Regions from separate parts of the Mus musculus genome. Here region 2 is linked to region 1. Evidence: chromatin contacts called from public HiChIP or PLAC-seq data. All regions are on one chromosome and are shown on one strand. The core of a region is the stretch at or near the end of the contact, and the rest is flanking DNA. Distances in the headings are between cores, read along the strand shown. Region 1 holds the start of Klrd1 (killer cell lectin-like receptor, subfamily D, member 1). Region 2 has its middle 21 kb from the start of Gm22621.

Region 1 (5,139 bases), core at 184-2,683:
ACCAAAGACCTCTCATCCCATTTATGGCCAACTAGGCTATCCTTTGCTACATATGCAGGTAGAGACACGAGCTCTGGGGTTACTGGTTAGTTCATATTGTTGTTCCTCCTATAGGGTTGCAGACCCCTTCCCATCCTTGGGTACTTTCTCTAGCTCCTTCATTGTGGATGACGTTCTTAAGAACAGAAACCATTAAGAATGAACCTGAAAACTTCTTCCTTTAGTGGTGCAGACACCTCTCTCTAGTGGAACACTGGAGAACGAAGATGTTCCTTCAGAAGACCACCCATTAGCAATCTTTTGAAGTGGTATACCTTGTTCTTTGATGAGGTTATTCATACATATTTTCTGCCTCATTAGAGTCATTTACCTCTGACTCTTTAAATCAGCAGTGAAACTTATCTCTATGGTTAGAATAGATCCACAAGCAGTCATGACGCTTGGTGGGCTTGCTTAATAATCATTTTTTTCTCTCAAGAATGTCATGAATAAAAAGTTTTGTGTTAAAGAGATGATTTTTTAAAGGGGGAGGGGCAGTAATCACAATGCTATTTTCTTAAGATATAAAGTTAGTAAGGGCCCACTCAAAACCAAACAGAATATTGTCAAGACCTAGAGTCTGTTATTTATTATATACCATCCTTGTCAGGAGAATACCATGATGGAATGGGGTCCCTTTGAACACAGACCATTTTTTGATTAGTGGTTTGTTAATGTCTGCAGGAAAATAAAAAGGAACCTTCTAGACCTGGTATGGCAGGAGGTTCCATAACAAGCATAAATTGAGGATCTGGGTTCAATTAACAGCACCTTGAATTATGACACAAAGCCAGCCTTTGAATTTCTGTTCTTAAACATTATGTTAGGTCATATTCAAAATCACTTGCCTATTGGCTAAGATATTTCGATATGAGAAGAATCTGTATTAGTAACGCAATACTGTCAAAAATAGTTCTACTGCTAACAACAGCACACAGTGTCAGTGAGCCTGAGTGATTTTGCAAGGCCACAACACAGCAAGAAAAGTTATAAAGTTTTAAGTGTCCTTTATATTTGGCCATCTTTGTCCCCATGTTAGAAATATGGTGTGTGTTGATCAATTTAATTTCTGTTTTATTCTGAATTTAACATGATGCCTAATAGACACCACTTGCTAACTCAGTTAGGAAAAGTTTACAAAAGTATGCACTTCATAAAATCATGTTCAAGTTTCAAAACACAGAATCGAGAAAACAATGAACACAGAAAGCATCAAAGCACAGAAAGTCTAAAAATATCTACTGCAGATTATATGCTTTCTGTTTTATTTTTTTAAACCCTCCTTGAAGTTAGTTAATACAAGAGGCATCCTTCCTGGTTATTATTTTATCACTACTATTACATCTGCTGACAGGGGCACACATACCTGCCATGAGAAGTGATGTTCCAAGGATGGTGCAGAGATGTGTTTGTGCTTTTTAAAGAACGGTGTGGACCACAGGGCTGAGCAGGAAGCTACGGAGGAGACAGTAAGCATTAAAAGAGGAAGAAACACTGTGTGTTGTGGCGGTGCTATTGAATCATCTGTTGGTGGGACACAGATGCACAGTGGGAATGAGCAGAAGAAAGACTGCAAGCTTTGAACAAGACCCAGGAACCACTGCACACAGGAAATTTGCTCTTTTAGTTTTGGTACAAAACACCACAGCAAAATAAGGTTGGAGGAAGATTGTTTTCAATGTGCACACATCAAAGTCGTCCCTAAAAGCAGTTTAGAAAATAATGGAGAGGTGTATAAACCATGGTAAACTCACTTGGTATCATAAAATCCCACACAGAATTACTACCTTCAAAATAAAGAAATACTTATTTATTTTGTGTTAAACAAATTTTAAATCACATATTATCTGATCGCTTAATAAAGAAAATACCAAATTTGATAGTGGGGAAACTGAGGCACAGAAGTGCTGATTTGACTAAGGTTACTTAAGCTTGATGCCCAGTCTTTTACCAAAGCATACATGGAATTTATCTCAAACCAAGCACATCCTTGGACTTGCACATTCTGGGTTGATATTTCCCATCTTTAGTACAAACTGTTGGGATATCCAATACTTGTTCTGTGTTTCTGCTCCCTGATCACTGACCCCAACCATAGTCAGCAAGACCCAGAAAGAATTCAGTATTATTGTGTTTTCTCACTTTTCTTTCTTCCCTGATCTCTCTCCCTCTCCCCACCTTCTCTCTTCCCATCTCTCTCTCCCCAACACACACTTTTAATCTTCCCATTAATTCTTTCTAAACTACTAGCTATCCTTGATTTTGCTCTCATTTTGTACACAGGTAAATGAATTGTTTACACTCCTTGCCATCCCTCCTACTCATCTCCACTCAACACACATCTCATGTTCCCCAATCATCTCTCTTGAATATCTGATAAACTCTGGACAAATACTGTATACACCCCTATATATATGACCTTTACTTTTTTTTTTCTCTTAAAACTTCTGGAAACCTTGATGTTCCAACACATGGGAGTACACAGTGCTGACAAATTATCACCAGGCTGGCCTTTAAGGAAATAAATCAGGATTTGATACAGTTCAGTAACATTGGAATTGAGATCACAGAACATAGGGTGTTGAGCATCTCATAACTCACATAATACTCAGTGGGATATTGAGCTTCACTGAATCTGTTTCAGATAATAATAAATTCTTCCAATGTTCATCTCTTCCCTCTGCTTCCCCTGCTCTTAAGTCTACTGCTCTTTGAACAAAGAGAATTTGTTCAAAGCAAGTGGTGACTTTAATAATTACATCTTTGAAAGATTGAGGAAAGATCCGAGAAAGGGAATTTAATGCCCACTGAAGATGTGAGCAATGGAGAGTTCTCTATACCTAGACATGTGCACCTAGACTGTACAACAGCTTGGTAAAAGCATCCCAATGGAGATACTTATTTTTTTTTCAGTGCTTGTAAAGACTGTGCCCTCCCATTGTGCACCAGGCTACAAAGCACACTCCATTAAGGAGGCTTCCTGAAAAGGAAGATTCTGGCCTGCCATAAAGTCACTTGTAATCATGGTGATGAAAAACCCTCATAAACTCTAGTAGGTTTTGCTTGTTAAATCCCTTACATATTACATATTTTCGTTAGGCTATGTTAGTTTTCAAATTCGATGGAGTATCATTTCTTGCCAGGAATTATGGCACATACTTGTTATCCCAGTATGTGAAAAGCACAGGTGAGAGTTCAAAGCCAGTCTCAACTAATATATATTTGTGTGTGTGTGTGTGTGTGTGTGTGTGTGTGTGTATTGAAATAGGGAAGACTAAGAAAGTTGTATAAATGTGTTTTATTGATGACTAAGGCCATTTAATTCTCACAGAAATATAGGTATCTTTCAAAATATGTTACTATCTTCTTTTGTTAATCATAAATTTATTGTCATACCCCCCTTTTTTTTTATAAAAATTTCCCTTCTCCTTGTCCACAAACCAAAAAACAAAACATTTTCAGAGTTCACTCTCCAGTTGTCTGTCTAGTCACTTCCCTCTTCTTTCTGTATTTTAGCATCATCTATTGACTTCTAACACTATAGTTTAGTTTTCCTGATTTTAAAAGATACACACCTGGAACAAAACCTATGTGAGCTTACTCCTGCCTACATGCAAGTTATCCATAAACTCCTTCCTCTGCTTTATGCCTGAGTGGGCCAAGTAGACACTTCCTGTGGTCAGTGGATCAGAAACTCTGGGTGGCTTGAATGTCATGGATGTGAGTACTACTTTCAGCCCTGGAGTTTCTGAATCACTCAGAACAGAACAGTAACAATCATCTCAAGGCGATGCTGATTTGTGCATATATGTACAAAACCACACATAGTGTATACCTTTTTGTAATCGTGACCACATAATGTATTTGTTTATAGTGTAGGAAATAATAATTACCAAATAGTTTATTAATCAAAAGTATGTTTTTATTATGGAAAGTTGGGATAAACATAAAATTTTACCAATGTTGGCCAATTTTTGTGTGAATGATTTGGTTCAATAGAGGAGAATTTAAAACATTTTATGCCAATTTAGTGTTTGGCTTGTATGTCTCACTTCAATACACATGTGCATGAATATAAATATAAATATATATATATATATATATATATATATATATATATATATATATATATATATTTGTACACTAATGTATGTATCTCTTAATGAAGTATTTTGGCATTCCACTATTTTACTGATAGAAAAAGAATTACCCATAATGGTATCTGTATGTAAAAAGAATCATACAAATATACCCAGCAACAAGGATTTTGTCCTATCTCTGAACATTTTTCCGAAGTTTAAGATTCTGATATGATTTTAATTAAGCCTCGAGTCATTCATCCCTGCCATAGGCCATTTCAAAGAATTTACTAAGACTTCTTTCATGACCTTTCGCTGTACTTCTTTAAAGCCCTTTAGTAATGAACACCCAGTACCTGCCATTAAGGCAAGAAAGTATATGCAGAATAGAAGTGCTTGCCATTCTAATTCAGTACCAAGTTCAACTTGCCCTCTGATATACTGTGTACTAATTTTGCAGTTATATTTTGGGTGCTTGTTACTGTCTTATTTTTTAACAAATGCAATAATATCATTTTACAGTTTCAATCCTATTTGCAGATTTAGTCATAGATATTAACCAGAGTCATTACACAATAAACTACCACCTTTCTGTATTCACAATGAATTAAAAGTAGCAAGAATCCCACTTCTCATGTGGAGCTAAACAGATAATTAAGAAAATAAAAGCAGCAGCCCACACCTTGTTCAGTCAGTTTACTTACCCTGGAGGAGAAGTGATGTCATACAAGTGTGGGATGTTGATGTTCCTTCTGAGTGCCGACCCTGTCTAGGTGACTATTTTACCTAAGAGTGATTTCTTCACACAAGTGTTCATATTAATATAACATAGTGATAACTTAGACAAAATAATTCACATTCTCCTCAGTTAGAGTATACGGATGTTTATAAAGCCAAAGGGAAAAAAGCATATGCAATATATACAATTTTCTTAGTAATTTCAATCCTAAATGTACTCTTCTATTTCGTTAGTCCACCACAGAGGCCATCTAAGCAGATGTGAGAGCTTCCTGAAAGAGCT
Region 2 (4,956 bases), core at 822-3,321, 500 kb before region 1:
ATGGGTGAGCAGGAAGTCGCTTTCCCAACTATGAGATTCCATAAGTCTTCAGGTTTGAACAGCCAGGTGAGACTTGAGGGGACTCAGAGATCTAGAAAAGCTGGCCTAAGAGGTAAGTGTTTTAAGTGTTTAAAATCACTTTTTAAAAGATGTATTTTAAATATTTAATAGTTTGAAAATATCCTACTGGCTTTTATTGAAAAGTAAAATGTTCCATTTCATCTTGGCTTAATTATACACGAGGGTGAGAGAAGAAAATAGTATTAGTTGGAGGGTTATTATGTACAAAATTGTACAAAATTAAGTTTAAAAATAAAGCAATCAAGTTTTAAAATTAAATATCAAACAGAAAGAAATATATAACGCTTCTACCATTTAGATGTTTGCTGATAAGGGAATAAATCAGATGGGCTGATTAGAACAATGGTAATTGGTGAGAAAACATTTCTTGGGAAACAAGAAGTAAGAAACTATTAGGAGGGTTTTTTTTCCTTTAGTCTAGTCAAGAAGAATTCTGAAAACTTCAAAACTAACATTAAAAAAAAGAGTGTTTTTTTTTTTAAGAAATGTTCTAGAACAACAAACTCCTAAAGAAATGTAGCTTATGCATTAGAAAAAAATACTTTTCCCTGGCAGTGGTGGAGCGTGCCTTTCATCCCATTAATTGGGAGGCAGAGGCAGGTGAATTTCTGAGTTTGAGGCCAGCCTGGTCTACAGGGTGAGTTTCAGGACAGCCTGGCAAAACAGAGAAAACCTTTCTCAAACTCCCCCAAAAGAAACAATATTTTCATACATGAAGAAAGTGTTTTAATTGTCATAAACATCTAAACTTTAATACTGGCAGACAAACTAGGGTCTGGAGAAAAAAACAATTTTCTAGAGAAGTAAAATCCTAAGGAAATGAAGCCTATGCATTATAATCAATACTTTTACTCTTGGAGAACATGTTTTAATTGTCATAAACATCCAAATATATAACGCCGCTATGCAAAAACAGTTGTCCATCAGAAAAGGACATTTCCTCTTGATAATAAAGTTGCAGATGCAGAGAGAGGGGATGAGAGGATTCGTCCATGTAGGAATAAGTAAACCCCATGGGGAGTTCCTGAAAAAATATCAAAGAATAATTTTGTTTCTTACTGAAATTGAGAAAATCTCAATTTTTATTCTTTTTAGTTACTCTATACACATTGGCACAGCTGTACTCCAAGCTGCGATTTTTATCTTTTTTTGATATAATGTAAGTCACAGGCATGTGTTTCAGATTCCAAACACCTTAGATACACGCAAATATTTAGTATTATATGGAGCAATTTTGAACTTACAGGAAAAAAGTGATTCTTGAATTATAGGCACTTTCAAGGATGGCGATGCATACAGATCATGTCTAGAACAACTGTGGTTTCCTACCATTTCTCAAAAAGATCCATCCCTCTTTCCTTCCTCCCCATCCTCAGTTATCTCTCTTGGTAGGCTGCATGCCTCAGCTTGATACCTTGTACTTGGATAGTATATATGCCTTGAATGACATCTGTAGAATGCACTTTTTTTTCTCTATAGAATTGGGTGAGTGCACATGCCTGTCATCTAGCTCCTTCTAATCTGAGTCAGGAGGATTCACTGTGCAAGGCTCAGGCCTTGTTCAAAATTTTGTGAACACCTGTAAGATTTCTAAAATCCTTACATTTTAGGTAGAAATCTACAATCTTGAGGGTACATTTTCAGTCAGTTCATATAATAGACTTGTGCAAAGATTTCCTTGTTTCCATGCTACACAAATTGTAATTAGTATTGAGATCTACTCTATTAATAGAGATTTTCTTGTTTTGTTTTGCTGATTTAAGTGTGTTCAGTTCCTTGGCAGCTCATTGTGATAGCTCTTGGAATCCTCTGTACCCTTCGGCTGGTAATTGTTGCAGTGTTTGTGACAAAGAGTAAGTAACTGAGATGCACCTTCTTTGAGCTTCCGCCTAGAGAATAGCTTTAGACATTAACTACGCAGTAATACATGCTGTACAATGTTCTGTCTATAATCAGGAGGAGATGAGTCAGAATCTCTGGAGTTATGATATTTTTTTCCTGAAAAACTGCAGTGTTCTCTTCTTTTCATACTTAATCTATTAGCTCTGGGACTGTTGAGAGTTCCCCCTTTCAGTTTCATTTTTGGTCATATTCGTTCTGAGGACTTGATGATCATTTAATTTCTCAGCTCAGATGATTGCGAATGTAAAATAAACATTTTTTGAAAAACACCTGTGCAAAGAATCAATGGCCTTGTTTTTATATTTCTTCAAAGTTTATTTTATGCATACATAAAAAGATTTAATCTGACAGAGACATTAAGATAAGTTTAATTGGATTTCTCTATATTAACAAAGGGAATCACTTTCAGGCTATGCCAAAACATAACTCTGTATGTGAATATATTACAAAGCATATGCTCAAAGAAGAATTGTGCCATTTTTAACGTGAGTTTTTGTTTGTTTGTTTGTTTTGTTTTTTTTGTGTTTTTTTGTTTTGTTTTGTTTTTTGTCCTTTTGGTTTTTTTTTTCTTTTTAGTTCACATTTTCATAGTTTGCTAAATATTCACTGATTATTTTACTTAGGTAATTATCTGCAAATTTCTGCTGTAAAATTGAAGTGAATGGAAGTTACTTCCACCATAATTTTTTCAGCTCTGTTAATTTATTTTACAGTAAACTTAACTTAGAGAAAATTGAAGTATCTCTTTCTATAATGAGTAAATTGAAGTAATAATTTATAAATGTTAAAATACCAAGGAAATAATAATATGTGTTGGCTCTCCACGTGAAGCCTATTCTCTAATCTTAAATATTGATATGCATTTCTCTTAAGCATTTTTATTTTATATCTGTGATTAATTTAGTTTTTCAGTATAGTCAACACAAACAAGAAATCCATGAAACTCTCAACAACCACCATAACTGCAGCAACATGCAAAGGGATTTCAACTTAAAGGAAGAAATGTTGACAAATAAGGCTATAGATTGTAGGCCAAGCAATGAACTTCTGGAATCCCTCAACAGAGAACAGGAGAGATGGGACAGTGAAACCAAGAGTGTTTTAGATTCTTCATGAGACACAGGTATGTAGCAGAGAAATACCATGAGTACAGAATTGCATTATTATCTATTATTTCTTCTCTGGCAGATTTGAAGTACATACAGCAGGTTAAGATGCTTGTGATCTTTGGGTTAATCATTTGGGGGTAACTTACTTAATGTAGAGATATGGAAACTCAGAAATCCATATTTGAATGAGGAGAATCTTATAGTTTCTAGAAGCCAAGTTCTATTTGGCACACCTACTGCCTCATGGGGAGCGAATTACAAATCCATACCTTTGATAATTTTGATTGTTTCTGTCTAGAAAATATAAGTCTACAACTTTGTTGCTGACAGAATATGGAAGGTTTTAGTAAGAGTGTATTTATGAAATTTTTATGCTAAAATGGACTTAGAGCATTTACATGGTGGCAGTTATTAGAAGAATTTTTTGTTTGTGCATGTATGTTTCCCATCTGACAGGTTTTGAGAGATCTGTACCGTTTGTAAAAAGGGACCCTTCCTGGGGCAGATAAGGAAGTTCAACCATGGTGTTTAAAGGTTGCAACTCTGCCAGTGACAGAGTGAATGAGACTGGAAAAATGAAAAGATCAAGAGTCACAAAGAATCTTTCTTGCCCATGCAAGTCATTTTTACTGACAAAGTTTATCAATTATCATTAAATACTTTTACAAGATTTGTAACAAAGGGATCTTGTATATTATCTCACCACTCTGTGACAGTAGGATGTGATGATTCTGGTTATGTCAGGATTCATATATTTAAAACTGTTGCATTATAAAATTTGTGACAGGAAAAAAAAGCTCCAAAACAATCTTTGAAAGATTCCAACCTATAGAAAAGCTGTTGTCAAATTATTTTACAATAACTTAATTACCTGTCTAGCATAGCATAATGATGTAATCCCAATGACTGTGAGGTTGACGGAGGAGGATGATAACTTTCAGTAATATAGGGACGTCCCAGAAATTTCAAGTTCAGCCTGAGCTACACATTGATTCCTCTTCACAGAAAAGTGAAGGTTGGAAATAAACTTACCTAATAGACCATGGGCATTCACTGCAACTCTCTAAACAAAACATTCATATTGAGAGGATCTTGCAAAACCAACTGCACACATTTTCATGTATTCAACTTTAAACATTTGGACATGTGGGCAAAACACTGATGGAATCAGCATAATCAGGAGAACAGACTTTCAACACCAAACCTCTCTTGTTTCTCTCTCTCTCTGTCTCTCTCTGTCTCTGTCACTGTCTGTCTCTGTCTCTGTCTCTGTCTCTGTCTCTCTCTCTCTCTCTCTGTCTCTCTCTCTCTCTCTCTCTCTCTCTCTCTCACTCTCTCTCTCTCTGTTTTTTTGAGACAGGGTTTCTCTGTGTAGCCTTAGCTGTACTGCAACTCACTTTCTCGACCAGGCTGGCCTCGAACTCAGAAATCTGCCTGCCTGTGCCTCCAAAGGGCTTAGAATAAAGGCATTTGCCACCCCACCCGGCATTTGTTTGTCTCTTATTACTGTTAAGGTAATATCAATTATCACAGATCTTGGCACAATGCTAAGTGCATACAAGTGTATAGACGAGTGTGGGCACAATGCATTACTTCATATCTAGAATTCTGTCAGCAGTTTAACTGCCTCTGAGTAGCAATTGCTCATTGTCTGCCTCTGGCCCCTGGTATCTCACAAGCCTCTGTTCCATAGAACTAGGCTTTTTAAAAAAACCTGATCTTCATAGAATCATTTTGTGTGGTCCTATGCCCGGTGTGTTTTACTTTCCAAACCATCCTCAAGTGATGTTTGTCACATAGGTCAGCATCTTGCTTTTGGGTTTCTTGTGAGACATGTTATTCTCTAGCCCAGGATGACTTGGAA

Evidence for each region. HiChIP or PLAC-seq counts read pairs in DNA pulled down with a chosen protein or histone mark.
Region 2: a contact with region 1 is called in an H3K4me3 HiChIP or PLAC-seq map of bone marrow-derived macrophages, with 9 times the contacts expected there. The contact joins the enhancer-like site here to the promoter of Klrd1 in region 1. A contact is called at or near these places in 2 of 39 promoter capture datasets (the HPC-7 cell line and neutrophils), 1 of 484 Hi-C or Micro-C datasets (bone marrow-derived macrophages), 3 of 115 datasets of contacts at active chromatin or transcription factors (bone marrow-derived macrophages, large pre-B cells and memory CD8 T cells) and 1 of 9 other capture datasets (macrophages).

The regions. Positions count from the first base shown.
Region 1 is chr6:129,588,104-129,593,242 of GRCm38.p6, reverse strand. Klrd1 (killer cell lectin-like receptor, subfamily D, member 1) reads right to left here and starts at 1,433. Exons shown (of 6, transcript NM_010654.4): 1 at 1,406-1,433. The coding sequence starts at 1,412.
Region 2 is chr6:130,089,721-130,094,676 of GRCm38.p6, reverse strand. It overlaps the pseudogene Klra11-ps. Among named protein-coding and RNA genes, the nearest start is that of Gm22621, 21 kb to the left of the region's middle. Within about 2 kb of position 2,071, at least 15 of the 459 cell types and tissues checked have an H3K27ac peak or open chromatin away from gene starts, as enhancers often do. A contact at or near this core is called in bone marrow-derived macrophages, macrophages and memory CD8 T cells, where this site is marked.